Linked DNA regions of Mus musculus: region 1 is linked to region 2. Evidence: chromatin contacts called from public ChIA-PET data. All regions are on one chromosome and are shown on one strand. Each heading gives the region's core, a stretch centred on a gene start, on an enhancer-like site or on the middle of the called end of the contact. The rest is flanking DNA. Distances are from core to core; before and after follow the strand shown. Region 1 overlaps Dock2 (dedicator of cyto-kinesis 2). Region 2 overlaps 4930469K13Rik (RIKEN cDNA 4930469K13 gene).

Evidence for each region. ChIA-PET counts read pairs in DNA pulled down with a chosen protein or histone mark.
Region 1: a contact with region 2 is called in an RNA polymerase II ChIA-PET map of memory CD8 T cells, with 147 read pairs. The contact joins two enhancer-like sites. A contact is called at or near these places in 3 of 115 datasets of contacts at active chromatin or transcription factors (embryonic stem cells, large pre-B cells and memory CD8 T cells).

What each region holds. Positions count from the first base shown.
Region 1 is chr11:34,737,044-34,740,694 of GRCm38.p6, reverse strand. All of the region lies in intron 2 of Dock2 (dedicator of cyto-kinesis 2), which reads left to right. Among named protein-coding and RNA genes, the nearest start is that of Gm51858, 44 kb to the right of the region's middle. Within about 2 kb of position 1,569, at least 48 of the 459 cell types and tissues checked have an H3K27ac peak or open chromatin away from gene starts, as enhancers often do. A contact at or near this core is called in memory CD8 T cells, where this site is marked.
Region 2 is chr11:34,008,089-34,011,789 of GRCm38.p6, reverse strand. All of the region lies in intron 4 of 4930469K13Rik (RIKEN cDNA 4930469K13 gene), which reads left to right. Among named protein-coding and RNA genes, the nearest start is that of Gm51857, 27 kb to the right of the region's middle. Within about 2 kb of position 1,394, at least 150 of the 459 cell types and tissues checked have an H3K27ac peak or open chromatin away from gene starts, as enhancers often do. A contact at or near this core is called in memory CD8 T cells, where this site is marked.

The DNA.
Region 1 (3,651 bases), core at 320-2,819, 730 kb before region 2:
CAGGCTCATGACCAGCATGCTTTGCACCTCCCCCCCCCCTTTCCCCCTTAAATATCGGTAGTTTAGAGTATTCTCTATTATCTGTCTTCCTTACTCAGTTGAGCACTAAGATGAATGAACTCATGGCCCGGTAGCTATGTAGCTGGAGACTAAGGTACCAGATGTCTGTGACATACCCATATAACGATGCTTCTGACAGGCACCCCACTGTGCTTAAGTATACTAGGACAGCAATTACCCACCTTCAAAAATATCAAGATGCCTCTGTCTCTACTGTCTTTTTTTTTTTTTTTTTTGAGGCAGTCTCACTATATACTTCTAGCTGGCTTGGAACTGGTTTTATAGACCAAGGTGGCCCTGAACTCATAGATCACAGAGATCTGCCTGCCCCTTCTAAGTACTGGGATTGAAGACCTGGGCCACTGTTAATTCCAAAAATGTGAGGAAAAAAGACACTGACCCAAATCATCATGGTCAAATTAATTAAAGCAAGCCTTTTAAAATTCATGTACATGGGCTGCCTCCCGCAATGGTGAGGCTCGAGAGGTCAGCGTTGGATGTGAGGAAGACAAGGGTTTTATAGTTCAGGAGTATGTAATGGGCATTTGGTGGGCAAAATAGGCAGGGTTGCAGAAGCAGAACATAAGCATAACAAGTTAGTTATGACACAAAGAGGTAGTTGCAAGATGGGCAAAACAAGGTAGTCATAGCAACAAGCAATCATATAACCTTTTGAAACAAAGATAGGGTTGTAAGATGGTTATAAGCAACAGACATGGTTGTTGTTTCTTGGAACAGGCAGTATAGAATCATTTATAGTTACCTGTGGGGTATAGCCCAATCTTTGAGAAGCAGAAGTTTAACCATAAACAGGAATGAACCTGGTCTGTCTATATTATAAAATGGTTTTTTTGCTTAAGGAGGAGGCAGGTTGGTTCTTCACCACAATGCCTTGCTGTCCCCTAGACCACAGTGGAGGGTGTTCTTCTGAGGTAGCTGGTCTTTAGAATCTTCTTCGTAAGGTGTTCTCGGAGTTGTATGTGGACACTATACTTACTCATTCCCTGCCCGGCTTGGAATGACAAAAAAGTCTGTTTACGGATACTTGTGTATGTCAGGGCTGTGGGGTCTATTATAGTAGTAAGGGGGGGGGGGGCTCTAGACAGAGACTCCAGAAAATTTTTGGACTTGTTTCCAGTAAAATATGACCGTGGGGAGGGGCAAGGAAAGAGGCTACTGGGAGATTTGAGTTGTTATAAAGCAATGTAATACTTCACTGTTTTCTACAGAGAGTATCTCATGACAGGGTTCTGAGAGCCAGCCTTCTTGCCCGCCAACATCTGCAGCTCTTCAGAGCTGTCAGATGCCCTTGCCTGCAGGACTGTGTGGGCCACAAAGAGCTCTGGGTAGGTGGTGAAGGATTGAATCTACCATGGGTAGAGTGGGGCACACCAGAATCTACAGCACCTTCTGTACTAGCAACCCTGTCAAGGGTGATTGTGACCCAAACAATGGGGACATTGTGAGCTCTTCACAGGGGATCATTTGAAGAACCACTCTGCCAGGAGGCCTCCTTTGTTCAGCTGTGTGCGAGAAGCTGCTGGGTGTGAAAGGGATTCTATTGTTTGGAGGATGCTGCTCCACTCTCTGAAAGTTGAAACCCACTTTTCCTGTTTTTTTGAATGAGGGTGGGGCTGAGATGTCAGTGAGCTTGAGTTCTGTCTCATTTATTCTGTTGTTATGGAAATATGTTGAAAGGACATCAATAAAAAGAATGAGATTCTAAGTCTGTAGGTTCTGGAAACAAAATAGAAAACATTTCTAACTTGTTGGATTATGATATTAATTTAACTATTGTCCAAAAAAGGACATGGTACCCACTAACCTTTTGAATATTTTCCGTATGGCAGGCACAGGGAAATAGATCCCTCTGAACACTTCACACAATTTAAATTTGACAAGGCAGCTGTGATTATTCCTATTCAACATGTCACTTGTCAACGATCACTCAGATAGGAGGACTCAGATCTTCATTCTAAGCCAAGTTTTGACTACACACTCATTTTTAAATACATACATTTTATTATCTATAGTGGAGGTATACAACATAATGGTATCCTTCGTCCCTCCCTCCCTCCCTCCCTTCCTTTTTTCTTCCTTCTCCTGCTCCTTTTAGATTTTATTTCTTTTATATATGTGGGTAAAACATCTCTCTCTTCAGACACACCAGAAGAGGGCATCAATACCATTGCAGATGGTTGTGAGGTACCATGTGGTTGCTGGGAATTGAACTCAGGACTTCTGGAAGAGCAGTCAGTGTTCTTAACCACTGAGCCACCTCTCCAGCCCCTTGTTATTGTTTTCTTAACTGGAGTCTGTCTGCTGCGCGTGTCCTTCTTGACTTCTTCAGTTTGCATATCTACTGCTTTGTATCTTCTGACCTATGTCTCGAATTTCCTGAATATATTCCTGAATATAACCTGTTCATATTGTATTTTTTGTGTGTATGTTTCCTGGACCGGTCCTTTGGCACTGCCCAGTTGGTGTGCTCTTCTCTGGGAAGACCAGCCCTCCTACTCCCAGCATTCCTCAGTTGCCTGCATGTCTTTGTGTTAGATGGTGGCCTCTGTGGCTTGTTCTTGTCTACTTAGGTGTGTCCATTGGTTTCATCCTTGTTCGGCTCACATTCGGGCTGTCATGATGGTGTTATGGAGTTAACTTCTGATGTTACTAGGAGACACCATCTCAGAGCAAACTCCCTGACCCTCTGGTTCTTTATTGTTATTAGATGTCACACGCAGATGAGATCATAGAGTATTTTTTTTCTGCTATGTGCTTATTAAAGGCATGCACCACCACGCTCAGCTGAGTAGTGTTCTGCTTGTATAGTGCACTTGATACACCTCTGCTTCTTTGTTCACTCACTGATGGGTGCTTCCTGGTGCACGACTTTAATCCCAGCACTCGGGAAGCAGAGACAGGCAGATTTCTGAGTTCGAGGCCAGCCTGGTCTACAGAGTGAGTTCTAGGACAGCCAGGGCTACACAGAGAAACCCTGTCTCGAAAAAACAAACAACAACAACAAAAACCCAACCAACCAACCAAACAAACAAACCTTAACTTTTATGAACAGAGCTGCAGACTATTATGAACATGGGAGCACAGACATCTTAAAGAACTGGTGATGTCATTTCCTTTGGGTAGATGTCTAGGAGGGAGCTTGTTGGCCATGTGGAAGTTCTATTTTTAAAGATTTTAGTAACCATTAGCCTTTTTTTTTTTCCATAGCAGTTGTACTCATAGAGATGAGTAACAACGGTATACTTCCTACCAACAGTATACTTAGTTTGTTTCCTTGTTAACACTCATTTATTACCTCTTGACTTTTTGAACGTATCCTTATCAGTAAACACGGGCAGTGTCTTGTGGTTTGGATTTGCAGTACCCTGATGACTAATAATGCCCAGGGACTTCTCATATTCTCGTTAGCAGTTTTCTATATTTTCTGTAAAAATGGTCCATGTTTTAAATGGATTGCTTGCTTTTGTACTACTGGGTCAGATGATTCCTTCATTATTTTTAGTATTTTCCCCTTATTAGACAAATAGTTTGCAATTTTTTTTCAGTCTCCAAGTTGCCATCTGATTTCGT
Region 2 (3,701 bases), core at 145-2,644:
TCCCAGCACCAATTCTCAACCATCTGTGACTCCAGTTACACACACACACACACACACACACACACACACACACACACACACAGTGCACATATATACACAGGGGAAAGCATCCATACACAGAAAATAGAAAATAAATAGAGGAGTGGTGAGATGGCTTAGTGGGTAAAGGTGCTTGCTGCTAAGGCTGAGGACCTGGGTTCAATTCCCAGTGCCCACATGGTAGACAGAAAGAAGTGATAAGCTGACTTCTACATTTCTACTGACACATGTCTGCACATGCATATACATGAACGCACACTACCAAAAGCATGTAAATAAATAACTCATAATAATAAAGGTAAGGGGCTGGTGAGATGGCTCAGCGGTTAAGAGCACCGACTGCTCTTCCAAAGGTCCTGAGTTCAAATCCCAGCAACCACATGGTGGCTAACAGCCATCCGTAATGAAATCTGATGCCATCTTCTGGAGTGTCTGAAGACAGCTACAGAGTACTTACATATAATAAATAAATAAATAAATAAATAAATAAATAAATAAATAAATAAATAAAATAAAACAAAACAAAACAAAAAAATAATAATAAAGGTAAAATGTCTAGACATGTTTGGGAGGTGCCAGAGGACAACCTTGTAAGAAAACAGATGGTTTAAAGCTAGAATTCCCCAGCCCAGACGCTAGAATGCAGCTGCTTCCTCTGGAAGACTCCCAGAGCACACGCGCTCTCTCACTCAGCACACATGCACACACTCACTTCTACACTTCCAGCCCCCAACCTCAGGAAGTAGATTTCTCAAAAGCTAGGGCTGGATATGAGTCACAGGCAATTCCATTTTGTTTGGGGCACAAGACTTGTACTGTTTGAGGCCAGAGGAAGTTACTGAGAAGATGTGGTCCTAACCCCAAGGGAAATTCCCACCCGACAACTGTTTGACAGTCTGGGAGGAGCATGTTCCCTGTTCCCAGAAAGGATGTTGTTTCCCCAGTCAAGGTCTTGAAATCTGCAGGGCCTGGGACTTATGGGTGCAGCTGGGCTAGCAGAGAAGGAATGTGAGCAGCAGGGGGTCCTTTACAAGAGTCTGCAGAGTCAGAGTAGGAAGGAGGTTCTTGTATCTGCATTCAACGATAGGGCATGGGAAGGGGAGCATGCCATTAATATTTGGCACCTCAATTGCTCTGAGGTTTCCAAACTTTCCCTGGGAGCAGCAGCCTTTGGAGAGAGAAGGTGAAGGAGCCCCACAGCACCCTCCAGCCCCCCCTGCCTCCCTCTTCAGCCCATCCCACGTTCCTAAAACCCCAGGTTGTGAAGGAAGTGGTGAGGACTGTCAGTGCTCTCCTTGGCCCACATCAGGACAATCTAAGCAGAGAAGAGAATGACGTGGACACTCTTTCCTCCATTGCATCACAGTGGGAGAGGAGATGAGGCCTGCTGGGGAGGTGACCGCCCTTAGGGGCTGGCCCTGTGGTTCCCTGGAAGACAGGGAGGTGAACTGTCATGAAGGTTCTGATCAGACCTCTTCTGATTCCTTTCCTTTCTCCAGTGCAAACGCTTCGATGTGCCTCCTGCCATCCTGGTCCTTCAGCTCACAGGGTAGGCAGTGAGGAGTCTAGAAGCAGTTGCAGCTCTGACCTGCTTGCTGGCCTGGGGTGTGGGGGCGGGGGTCAGTTCTGCTGGCAGCCTCCCTCCTAGGCTACTCAGAGTCTACCTCAGAGACACTCCCTGGTGATAGTGAGGTTGACCAATACTCTTAGCAGCTCCTTGAGGAAGCAGAGCCCTCTCTCCACCACTGAGTCACAGGGTGGGCCGAGAGCATTGCGCCAATCCCAGCATCAGGAGAGTGGAAAACAACAGCACCGGCTGGTGAAACCACAGGAAGACAGAGTTTCAAACAGTCACCAGTCAACAAAAGACACCTTCCTGAACCTAGAGATCAGAGAGAAACCTGGGCCCGGTTTTGGGGGAGAAAAGAAACATTAGAAACAGATATTCTTAGCTGAAGTTTTGCTAGAAAGAACTTCTCCCAGAGGTTTTCTGGGGACACACATGAGCCACCAGAGACGACACACAGTCTTGCCCAGTGGCAGACAGCCTCCACGAGCACAATGACAACAACTTAGGCACAACAGAGAACTGGCCGCCAGACTGTACAGGTCATTGTGTGTGTGGATTCAAGGCTTCTGAAGGCAAAATTTGAAGATACGTAAAGAAGATATTATAATACAATCCACTTTGGCCATGAGAATTACTAGCCAGGGTGATGGAAGTCTGTGGGTGACAGGAAGTGGCTGAGCAGGTATCTCTGGAGAAACGTTTTTATGTAGGGTCATGGTGGCCTTTGTGCAAAGCTGCGGTTCTGACTGAGTGATCGTTACTGTTGCCTTTACAAGTCTCCGCTATGGTTTCTTTTCTTTTTCCTTCCCTCCCCTCCCCTCCCCTCCCCTCCCCTCCCCTCCCCTCCCCTCCCCTCCCCTCCCCTCCCCTCCCCTCCCCTCCCCTCCCCTCCCCTCCCCTCCCCTCCCCTCCCCTCCCCTCCTCTTCTCTTCTCTTCTCTTCTCTTCTCTTCTCTTCTCTTCTTTTTTTTTTTGGTCAGGAATGGCAAAAGCTGCCTTGGTTTTGATCCTGACAAACTCACAGTGAAGAACAGAAAGCAAGATGTTTTAGAAAGATGCTTCCAGAACAAGACCTGGCCACAGTCCGGTTAGCCACTCAGATAACCTGCAAACCCAGGTGGCAGGAGTCCTAGCTCCTCGGTTGCTATTAACTGAGACATTGCAGTTCCTCCCCAGCAGAGGGCAGAGTAGCTTCTCATTCGCCTCACCTCTTCGACTACAGCTAAAGGAAAGTCTGTTTAACAAAGAAAACGTAACTTGCCTTCTGCAAAGCTAAACATCAATTAGCCTACAAGCCTTCAGCTGGTCTGGGTGTGATAAAAACCCCAACGTTTCATCTTGGACCATATCATGACATCACGATTCTTACCAGGAGATTATGGGACTGTGCTCTGTGGCTGAAGCGTCTCTCACCTTGGCCCTGTGCAGTCAGCTCCTCATAGGCGAGCCTAGGGAAGCAGTACCAGACTTCTCTGGAGCCCTGAATTCACACCTTTGCCCCAGGTTAGAGCCTATTTGTTCATTTGCTGTGAAGATGTTTGTGTCAGTTTGTGATCTTTGACTAAAGTGGGTTTGGGGCGATGCGTGTCCAGTGGATCCCAGCGTGGGCTGTGGAAGCACCACCTTCAGGCACCACAGGCAGCCGCTTGGACCACATGTCCACAGGTTCAAGCAGTTTGGGCCTCAGAGGCTAGATCAGTTCCTCCAGCAGGAAGAAAGAGGAGAGGAGTCCGGACTTCACTTCCGGGTGCTACTGCGTCTGACTTCCCCTTTTCGAGAAAGCCTGTCTTTTTCTAGGGTTGCTATCGAACCTCCTCAGTTAATCTGTCTGTGGGATGAAAAGCTTCCTGCCACACTCGTTACCCTGTGTTATGAGAGAGATGCCTTCCGTGGCTTGGCTTCTCCCTGTGTTATCTGTTTCTCCCCTGCCATGTGCTGGCTCTTTCTCTTTCTCCACTCTTCTGCTTGGGTCCCGCTAACCCCAAAGATGGGAAAAAGACCACGGACCCAAATCATCATGGCCAAACTAATCAAGGCAATTAATTAATTAAAGCAAGCTTTAAAAAAATGTATACACAGGATGCTTCCCCCTA